2 separate regions of the Mus musculus genome follow, and region 2 is linked to region 1. Evidence: chromatin contacts called from public ChIA-PET data. All regions are on one chromosome and are shown on one strand. The core of a region is the stretch at or near the end of the contact, and the rest is flanking DNA. Distances in the headings are between cores, read along the strand shown. Region 1 overlaps Nup107 (nucleoporin 107). Region 2 has its middle 21 kb from the start of Ifng.

Region 1 (5,865 bases), core at 1,278-3,777:
AGTTAAAAAAAAAAAAACAGAAAAATTAAAAACTGTGTGGAGTTGAATGATGGTTAAGAGAAGAGAGACCGCCAGGTGTGATGGCGCACGCCTTTAATCCCAGCACTCGGGAGGAAGAGGCAGGCAGATTTCTGAGTTTGAGGCCAGCCTGGTCTACAAAGTGAGTTCCAGGACAGCCAGGAACCCTGAGAAACCCTGTCTTGAAAAACCAAAAACCAAAAAAATAAAAAATAAAAAAATAAAAAAATAAAGAGAGAGAGAGAGAAGAGAGACCATGGTTTAGCTGTTAGGAGCACTGGAGGCTCTTCCAGAGGACCCTGGTTCGATTCCCAATACCCACAGGGTAGCTAACAATTTTAACTCCAGTGCCAGGGGATCCGATGTTCTCTTCTGGCCTCCACTGAGCACTGCATGCACACAGTGCACAGGCATACATGCTGGCAACACATTCATACACATAAGCACAGGAGACTGAACACAGAAACTAATTTTAGCAGGGACTGGTGGTGAACACCTTTAGTCCCAGCGATCAGGAGGCAGAGGGAGATGGATTTCTGAGTCAGAGGCCAGCCTGATCTACAGAGTGAGTTCTAGGACAGCCAGAAATACAGGGAAACCTTTCCTCAGAAGGGGGGTGGAGAGGAAGGGGGAAGGGAGGAAAGGAGGGAATAAGAAGATGAAGAAGAGGAGGAGGAAGACATATACACACACACACACAGAGATCTGAAGACACTTTGCTACAGCAAAAACGGTGTCTCCAAATATGAATGGAATTCTTTTTCTTTCTCTCTTTCTCTCTCTCTTTCTTTCTCTCTCTCCTTCTTCTCCTTTTTTTTTTTTTTTTTGGTTTTTTGAGACAGGGTTTCTCTGTATAGCCCTGACTGTCCTGGAACTCACTCTGTAGACCAGGCTGGCCTCGAACTCAGAAATCCGCCTGCCTCTGCCTCCAGAGTGCTGGGATTAAAGGTGTATGCCACCACACCCAGCTGTTTTTCTTTCTTTTTAAAATTTTATTTATTATATGTAAGTACACTGTAGCTGTCTTCATATACTCCAGAAGAGGGCGTCAGATCTCATTACGGGTGGTTGTGAGCCACCATATGGTTGATGGGGTTTGAACTCAGGACCTCTGGAAGAGCAGTCAATGCTCTTAACTGCTGAGCCATCTCTCCAGCCCAGAATGGAATCTTTCTAACAAATTAATTATCTGGACAGTAAAATGCAGAAGGAAAAAAAAAAAAAAACAAACAAAAACCAAAAACCCAGTAGCCTTTTTATGCCCATTGTATTTTCTTATAACAAGTTAGAAAACCAAAGTCATCAAAATCATTTTTAAAAGGTATCCAAACACATTAAACTTCCTAAAATAATCTGTAAAACAAGAAGGGAGGAGTCGGAGCGATGGCTCAGAGGCAGAGAGCACATACTGCTGTTAGGGAGAACCTGCCATGGGGGTCCCACCATGGGGGCTCCCGAGCACTCCAGCCCCAGGAATCTGATGCCCACCCCTCAGGATTTGTAAAACCCTCGATCGTTCCTTGCTTTACAGCTCTTGAGATTCTGGACTATTTTATGGCTTTTATTATCTAGTCTAAAACTAATAATTAAAAATATTTATATGTAAGTCTAATCCTCAAACTTTGGTATTTGGCAGCATTTAGATTTTACTTCACTAGCTCAAGCATGAATCAGAAGAGAAAGGTGTGGCCTAAGGAACCCACTGAACATTTAAAATTATGCTGAGAAGTTTTATTATTAACTTTAGAATTAAGAAGTTGACTCTGGCCAGTTGGTGGTGGCGCACACTTTTAATCCTAACACTTGGGAGGCAGAGGCAGGTGGATCTCTGAGTTTGAGTCCAGCCTGATCTACAGAGAGAGTTCTAGAACAGCCAGGGCTGCACAAAGAAACCCTGACTCAAAAAACAAACAAAACAAGACAAGATGGAGCAGTGGGCTCTGGAGTGGTCCTGTGGCTTGCGCTTGCCTAGCGTGTGTACGCAATCCCCAGTACCACGAACAAAAACCAAGAGCCCAGAAGCGGACTCTAAATAGTTAGCAGCAGCAGCACTCAGAGGCCCTAGGCCCTGTTAATATTCACTTCTTGTCAGAAAAAGCGAAGCTAAAGAAGTAGAAAAATGTAGTAATTTATTAAAGAAAAGGCAATAGATAGCAGAGGAAAAGCCGTCAGTGCACATGACCTGCGGGACAGAGCAATGTTGAGAACGACGTAGCAGCTGCCCCACATGCAGGATTCCTAGTTCTCTTTAGGGATAAGTCTGCAAGAGCAACCGAGTAACCATTCTGTCCCATCTCACAGTCAGGCCTTGCAGTTTGAGTGTGAAACGTCCCCTTAGGTTCTGTGTGTTTCAGTATTGGTCCCCATTCCTGCTGAGGAATATTCTGGAACCTCAGAACATAGGAAGTGGAGGCTTGCTGAAGCATAAGAGGGTGGGTGAGAGCTATAGCCTGACCACACTTCCTTCCTAACTGCAGACACACCAGCTGCCTCTCACTCCTGCTGTCAAAAGCTACAAGCCCAAAGCAGCCCATCCTCTCCGAAGCTGTCTCTTCTGAGGCGTTTGGGCGCACACTAGATACCGTTAGAGCAAAGGCAGAAGAGGAACTACTCAGTTTCCCTGAAACGAGACGAGACGGGGATGCAGTATCTGCAGATAGTCCTGGGGTCTAAGGGAGCACACCAACCTGACAATGGGGATTGCAGTGAGCAAGAAGGATCAGGGTGGGAGGAGGGGTGAGTGAGGAGAAGAAATGTATTATTTTCTCATACAGTTAACGAACTGGCAAACTGTAACAAGAGGAGATGAGAGGCAGAGCAGAGACAACAGGGAAGTCACAGCCCAGGCCCCAGCACTTCCCCCACGGCTGTCTGTGTCTCCCCTCCCCACTCAGCAAGACTCCCAGGCGCCCTGTCCAGACCCTCTCCAGACAGAAGCAACCTTGCCTCTCCTTTACTGATGCGCTGTGGGTCCCACCCAGGGTCCCAGGCACGCCAAGCTTGTGCTGCCAATGTGCTACCACAGCCCAAGGGATCGCCTCGTCTGAACTTGAATATAACTCAACTGTGACTTATCTCCTTCTGACGCTTACATCTCTTGGAGGGAAAGGGACAGCTGAGGCTGACTCCTGAGCCTCCTGTCTCGGTCCCCCAAATGCTGGGGTTTCAGGCATGTGCCGTCACCCCTGGCTTATGCCATTTAATACTTCTGCAGCCCACTCTTACTTCAGGAGTGGGAGCCTGTGTTTACGATGCTGACACGTGTTCATGGCAGCCGAGGAGAGGGTGCCACAGCTTACAGTGCCTTACGGAGCCAGACCTAGCGGTTTCTAAGTCAAGTTACATATACACTAGTAAGGATGTAGGCTAGGGTGGCTGGAGAGGGCTCTGGTTAACAGCACTTGCTGCTCCTGCAGAGGACCTGGGTTCAGTTCCAAGCGCCCACATGGTGGCTGACAATGATCCCTCAGTCTAGTTCCAGAAGATCTGTTCCCCTTCTGACCTCTGCAGACACTATGCACATATGTGGTACATATACAAATGTGTAGGCAAGTGTTTGTATACAATAAAATAAATATATCTAATAAAAATTTAAAAAAATACTTAAGACTTGGGTTAGGTGACATTTATCTGTAAACCAACAGTCAGAAGGATTTCAAGTCAGGGCAGCCTGGCACATGGTGAGTTCAAGACCTGCTTGTACTATATAATAAGACCCTAACTCAAAAGCTAGGTGACTAAATGAATAAATAATACCATTATTCTAATGGTCTAGAATTTTTAAAATTAGACTTTAGTTAATTGTGAACATACTGAATATGAAGTTTACTAAAGAATGAAATACTTAGGGCTGGAGAGATGGCTCAGCAGTTAAGAACACTGACTGCTCTTCTAGAGGTCCTGAGTTCAATTCATCCATCATGCAGATGCTCTTATTTAGAAAAGGAACAGTAGAAGATACAGTGCATGGGATCTTTCTTGCTGTTGTTGGTTTATTAATTTATTAAAAAAGGGGGCTGGAGAGATGGCTCAGTGGTTACAAATATTTGCTGCCCTTCCAAAGGCCGAGTTGGATTCCCAGCACCCACATGGCTGCCCATAAGCGTTTCTAACTCTACTTCTAGGGATCCAGTCCTCTCTTCTGCCTCTGTGGGCACCAGACAGACATGTAGACAGACCATTTAAACACATAACGTAGCTAATAATAACACACGTAATAAGACAGACATGTAGGCAGACCATTTAAACACATAACATAGCTAATAATAACACACCTAATAAGCTTATTTGTGTGTGCAGCTTACACACACTTGTGTTGGTACCCATCTGTGGGTCTGCTGTGGAGGGCAGAGGACATTTGCAGAAGTCGGCTCTCTCCACCAGTTGGACCTTAGGGCTTGATCTCATGCTGCCAGGTTTGGTGGCAAATGCCCTTGCCAGCTGAGCCATCACAGTGGCTTGTTAATATTTTGAAAGCAATAAACAAAACACACAGCTCACCTCTCTGACATCCACCATCCATCCTCCATCAACAAACAACAAGACGTTGTACATTTTCTCCTTCACATCAGCAGTTAGGGCATCCAAATGTCCTTTCCAAATATTATGATCCATCTGCAGAACAAACACAAGCCAGACATAACAACCAAATCAATACATGACACATGTTTAGAATATAGACAAACCATCATTCTTATGAGCTGACTCAGCCAGCCATATATATAAAGAAAAGCTATTAACAAAGAGGAGTAAAAGGAATGCTAACATGTTTATTTAGTAAATGACTACTATTGTCTAAAGGCTTGCTTGCTTGCTTTCTCTTATTCTGGTTTCCTGAGTCAGGGTCTCACAGGTGTAGCTCTGGCTGGCCTGGGATTAGGGATATAGAACAGGCTGGCCTTGAACTCACAGAGATCAGCCTGACTCTGGTTCCCAAATCCTGGGATTAAAGACATGAGCCACCATGCCCAGCAGCATTTCTCAACATAAATCAGCCACAGAAAAGCCAGCACGATTCGAAGCAGAATGTGTAACATGGATGTCCCACCCCAATCAGAACACAATGCTCAAAACTGACCTGCACACACTAAAGATTAAACAGGCTCATCTCAGACTCACAGTTAACTTACCTCGTATTTCTTTTCTCTGTGTTCATAAGCCACTTTCTCTGTAAAAGTTGCTTGAGATAGTAATGTAGGTTTCTGTGGAGCCGAATTCATATGTTTAAACCATTCGTTGAAGGTTTCATGGGCTTCCTAAAATGTGAAGTTAAACAAGACAAAAAACATGATTTTACATTTTGCTTTCCTCAGACAGGGTTATTCTCTAGACCACGTTGGTCTGGAACTCACTATGAAGCCCAGACTGGCCTCAGATTTGTGGCAATTCTCCTGTCTCAGTTTCCTGAATGTTGGAGATTATAGAATGCTCACTTTTACTGTTCAAAAGTTGTAGATCTTCGAAATAATTCTCCCTCAAAAATCACGAATAAGCAAATGTTCTACACAGTGACAAATGGCGGCAAGTATCTTGTGTTGTTCTCAGCATCAACATGGCATTCATGTGTCCTGACTCCAGTCACTGAGGCCTGTGCTCTCTTCTCTTCTTGATTAGCATATTGGCTTTTACAGCCAAAGACAGACTCTGCACTCAAACTTGGTCCCCAGCAGTCACAAATGTGCTGAGTGAACATTGACTGCGAATGTCATTACTTTTACTCTAATACATATGGAGCACCTTGCCTTTGTAAGTCTCTGACAAAACCAAAAGCACTGTGGTTGACATGGACACAGTTGTAAGAAAGTAGCTGCATGGGCTGGAGAGACGGCTCAGCAGTTAAGAGCACTG
Region 2 (5,414 bases), core at 634-3,133, 660 kb after region 1:
TTTACAAGTAGAAATCTTGGGCTTAGGGTATATCTCAGTGGTAGAGTGTTTGCACATCATGCCAAAAAGCTGTACCACAAACTCTCAAAGCTAGCATAGTATGCTGCATTTACACATTAGGATGTATGAGCTTTAAACACATTTGGAGGGAAGGCAGAGCAGGGCACTGGCTGGATTACATGGCTGGAGTGTCGTTAATTTTGTCAGTGATGGCCAACCTGTCTTCTAATGAAGCTGTGGCATGCTGATGGTTCTTTTCTCTGTGTCCTGGTCAGCTCTGTGTGCTGTGTTCTGGAGGTTGGTCACTCTGATAGGCTAGTGGTGGGCCCTTGCTGTTGTCCTAGTTAAATATCCAGGAGGACATATGATGTGGATCTCAATTAGTCCTTCATAAGTTATTGTGTGCTTCTAATGGCAAATGAGAAGGTGCGTCTATTCTTGGGAGTAAATCTTATAGAGTATGAAGTTAGAGAAGGATGTCTCGATGACCCCCTTCTTCTAAGGAATGCTACTCTGTGGTAGAAGAGATTGACACCTCACTAAAACAAGTACGCTTGAGAGTCAGAAAGACACCCCTACCAATTCTTAGTGCTTAATACCAGCTCTTTTCTGAGGTAGTTCTCTATTACCCACAATGCCCAAGTCTTCCCGATACATCTCACTCTTGGAAACAGTGTTGCTGAAGTTTCCATCTCTTGCTACTCTGAGTACCTCAGCATGTACAAGATGCCAGTGAGCTTACAGCAACCCTGGAACAAAAAGGATATAATGAAGTCTGAAAAAAAAATCAGGAATAATTAAGGCCATACCACAAACTTTTAGTGGGTTGCTGATGCTGTCATGATTTATTTAAACTTCTCAGTGGCCTCCCTTCCTGCCCTTGCAGACGATGGTTACTAACTATTCTCTGGGTGTAACATTCTTTCTTCTGGGCTTGTGGAAGACTACAAGGGTTGAGAATGGGTGCCTCCACGTCTTGACATCATCCCCAAGAGAGTGATGGCTAGAAAACCCTGTTTCTCCACTCTGAGTTGGGCCCTTTGGATGCATTCTATGACCTTGCCTGTAGGTCTAAGTTCCCATGTCCACTGTGACTTGAGCTTGCTAACCACCCTGCATTGACTTCCTCTCTTCCCTGAATCCCTCCCCCTCTTCTCTGCTGCTCCCCAGAATCACCACCTACACAACTGATTCTCAACTGCAGCTCTGGCTCTAGAGTAACCCAATCGGCTTCTTTTCTTTTCCATCCTTCAGTTGACCATGTACAAGTAAATAAAAAATAATGACAAGTATGACAAAAAAAGAATGCAAATATGACTCCTCATCATCCAGGTTACAGATGAGAATACTTGAAAACAGAAGAAAAATAATGAGCAAATTGTGCTTACGATAGATCAAGCTGATTCAAGTGCTTCACATCTCTCTCTCTCTCTCTCTCTCTCTCTCTCTCTCTCTCTCTCTTTCTCTCTCTCTCTCTCTCTCTCTCTCTCTCACACACACACACACACACACACACACACACACACACACGTGCGGGCACATACACACACACACCCCTTTCCAGGGTGGATGCCATTATTGCCAGCTAAAGCCCCAAGAATGTCCTCAGGTTCAGAGGGTTCAAACACTGGTATAACTTGGAGGCAGGATTCAAACACAATCCAGTTCCCACATTGGCACCTCTTACCACCATACTACAGTGAAAAAATGTTTTAGAAGTATGACAGCAATGATGCCATATAATCATGCAAGTATTAACATGCAATTGTCTACACACACACACACACACGTGAAATTTGATGTTTGCTATAACCTCAAAGGTAAGGAAGCCAAAGAGAGTATCTTATCTTTAAACAACTCTACTTCCTGCTCAGACCTGCACTTCTGTGAGCACATGGGCACGCATCGCCCCGCCCTATGGAGCGGAAGCATGATGTCAGCGCCTGGGGTGGGGGTGGGGTGGGGAAAGGCAACTTCTTTCTTCTCAGGGTGATCCACAGGAAGGAGATGGGAAGTCAGATCAAAGCTGGCTTAACACCTCTGTCCTGGGAAATCCTATCAGGTGACTAGAAAGAAAACCTAAGAGGCCAAATTTCTGCTCATTGTCAAAAGACAGGAGGCAGGTTGGGGGAAGTCCCTGACCACAGGCCAACAGAGCAGAAGGTTAACGGGCTTCCTGAAAGAACCTGCTAGAAAAACCTTCAAACTCCACCTGGGGTGAAAAGAAATCTTTCCAACTCTTTCAAGTTTCTTCACTTTCCTGATGGAAGTACAGACAGCCTTGTGACATGTCATTTAGACTGCTTCCGTGTGACATGTCGTTTAGACTGCTTCTCTGGGGATTCACTTTATTGTTTTAGGAGAAGCTCCTATGACAAAATGCAGGGCTTCTGTTGTTGTTTAATAAGCTTCCTAAAAAATCATAATGAGTTATGATCTATGATTCTAATTAGCAAATTAGGTGTCTAATTTTCCAATAAGGAAAATCATATATCATCTAGTGTGGGATGACATTGATATATGTTTCGAGTTGCATGGAGTGATAAATCCGCACTACAGTCTCAAGAAGAAAATATCAGATGATCTGAAGAAGATTAAAGACGTCTGGTGTTGTGCCTGCCACCTTTCAAAATGAAAAGAGTGGGGACAACTTCTAATTTCTGTCTTTTGAGAAATTATCATTTAAAAAAGCAACATATAGGTACAATATCTCAAAAGGGGGGTGATGAATATAAAATGGGCAGCGGGATGTGCAGGCTCCTCAAAGTAAGAGTCTAAAGAAGGAAATTTTCAGAGAAAAATACACACACAAACATCAAATCCACAGTGACTAGGAAGGATTGGGTTTTTGATTAATGTAAATTTGAGTAGGTAATGATAGCATGTATTCATGTGTACACACACATTTCTATCTATGTTTCTATGTATCCATGTATGTATCCATGTATGATGTATGTATGTATGTACCTATTTATGTACCAATCTATGTATGTATGTATGTATGTATTGATCTATGTATGTATGTATGTATGTATGTATGTATGCTTATACCTATGTATCTATCATCTAAGTATCTATCTATGTATCTATATATTTATCTATGTACCTATGTATCTATCTATCTATACACATCTATCTATCTATACACATGAGTCAGGGCCTCATGCATTCTGAGTCAGCCTTAAACTCACAATGTAGCACAGATTGTCTTGAGCTACTGATCTGAGCCAGAACTCCTAGCCATGTACCATCCTGCCAGGTTTATTATGATGGGCTGAGATTTAACTCAGCGCTTTGAGCATGGTAGGCAGGTTGGTAACTCTATCAACTGAGATAAATCACTAGCCCCAATATTTATTTTGATGTTTTTAAAATGAATTGAAATATCTACTCACAAATGCACATATACATATGTCTTATTTGGGTAAAAACTAACAGGAAGTAGATGCTATTTGAATAGCTACTAATGATATTAGTTAAGATACTATAAGTTATGTAGTAACTTCAGGTATTATATTTAGGTGATAGGTTACATATATAACACACACAAGTTAACTTAGACACAAGTATATGTGATATGAATGTCCCCAACTGCATGATGGCTTAGATGTAGCTGAAGTATGTTTTTTCCTCATGTAAAGTCCCAAATGATGAATGAGAGCAGCAGGTGCCTCCACCCCCAGCAGTACCACTATCACTGTGTGACTTTGCCATCCTCAGTGCTGTGACTGTAAGGTGCATCAAGCTTGCCAACAGAAGAAGAGTCCAAGCAACAGAATCCAGGCCAGGACTCTGCATGGAGAGGAAAGTGAGCCTGTGAAGTGTGGGCAAGCTCTGAGCCAGAAAGAAAGAGGAGGCAGGATGGATCAGCAAGGCTGTCCTGTGCCCAGAGTCTTCCCAGAGGAATTGAGCATGAGCCAACTCAATGGGAGAGAGCCAGAATGTTCCAGAAACAGAATGCTAGATAGGGAAGCTGGTCAAAAGGGTGGGCTCTAATAGAAACAGGGAGATGAATAAGGAAGAGAAAAGATGGTAAAATCATTGTAAGGATATCTTTAAAAAGTCACAAGGAATCATACTGTTAACTATCCATCTAAGAAGAACTGATAATACATATAAGTCTATGCGTAAATATGCACACACAGGTTACATGAAAAATTTCTCATCTGGACCAACAATGTACCCTCCCAGAGTCAAAGACCACCTAACAAAACAGAGTCACTTGAGATGAGAGGTCGTCTTTTGAGTTGTTGGTCAGGGTTGTCTTCTGAAATGTTACAGGCTGTTGCTACTACCCTTGGCTGTTCTTGGCAGTGGAAGGTAAATCTCTGTTGCTGAAGATACAGTGTCCTTCAGATATAGATCCTAAAGATACAGTGTCCTTCAGATACAGTGTCCTTCAGATACAGTGTCCTTCAGATACAGTGCCCTTCAGATACAGTGTCCTTCAGATACAGTGTCCTTCAGATATAGATCCTAGAGGCCCCTGAGCTAGAACTGAACTGAATATTCTTGGCACCACACACGTGTCCAGAAGACTGGAGCAATCAACAGTCCATCCCAGATATGATGCCTGTGAACCACAACACGACCAGCATGGCAAAACCCTAAGTGAGTAGTAATGCTACACATACCTTGGTGGTAACCAATACCTCTAATTAGATTTAAGACCTGTTCAACAAGAGAGACATCGTGCCTAGTACTAGAAAGGTAGTCAACTTCCCAGGGCTAGTGAAGCCATGTATCTTGGATTACAACCACTTTTCTTTAGTAAAACAGCACAGCCCCTAACTATATCTTAAATATTTGTCCTTATACTGACAGGTAAATGTATCCTTTATCCATTTTCAAGGAAAGTTCTCAGTGCAACAGATGGAGACCATGTTAGAGAACTACAACCAATCAAAATGCAGGGCTGTGGAATCCAGTCCCAATGGGTTCCATATTGAGGAAAGGCTAGGAGGTAGTGTAGTGGCTATTCCTGGTTGTCAACTTGACTATATTTGGAATAACTACAATCCAGAATTGGAAGGCTCACCAGTGACCCTTATCTGGAGGCTTGGAGATCCTTATCTGGATCTTGGTATGGAGATCTTGAGCCATAGTGGCTATGGATTCCAGAAGATTAAATCTCCGAGTTTAAGGAACACACCTTTAATCTGGGCTACACCTTCTGCTGGAGACAATATAAGGACATTGGAAGAAGGGAGTCTGGCTCTTGCTCCTTCGCCTGCTTGCTGTGTGAGACTGAGTAACTGCTAGATCCTTGGACTTCCATTCATAGCTGCGACTGAACAATTGTTGGGAATTGGACTGCTGACTGTAAGTCATCAATAAATTCCTTTACTATCTAGAGACTATCCATAAATTCTGTGACTCTAGAGAACCCTGACTAATACAGAAGTTGGTACCAG

The links. ChIA-PET counts read pairs in DNA pulled down with a chosen protein or histone mark.
Region 2: a contact with region 1 is called in an RNA polymerase II ChIA-PET map of memory CD8 T cells, with 5 read pairs. The contact joins two enhancer-like sites.

The regions. Positions count from the first base shown.
Region 1 is chr10:117,752,749-117,758,613 of GRCm38.p6, forward strand. Nup107 (nucleoporin 107) reads right to left here. Exons shown (of 28, transcript NM_134010.2): 25 at 5,148-5,273; 26 at 4,519-4,632. Among named protein-coding and RNA genes, the nearest start is that of Slc35e3, 9.3 kb to the left of the region's middle. Within about 2 kb of position 2,528, at least 100 of the 459 cell types and tissues checked have an H3K27ac peak or open chromatin away from gene starts, as enhancers often do. A contact at or near this core is called in memory CD8 T cells, where this site is marked.
Region 2 is chr10:118,417,223-118,422,636 of GRCm38.p6, forward strand. No RefSeq gene overlaps it. Among named protein-coding and RNA genes, the nearest start is that of Ifng, 21 kb to the right of the region's middle. Within about 2 kb of position 1,884, at least 79 of the 459 cell types and tissues checked have an H3K27ac peak or open chromatin away from gene starts, as enhancers often do. A contact at or near this core is called in memory CD8 T cells, where this site is marked.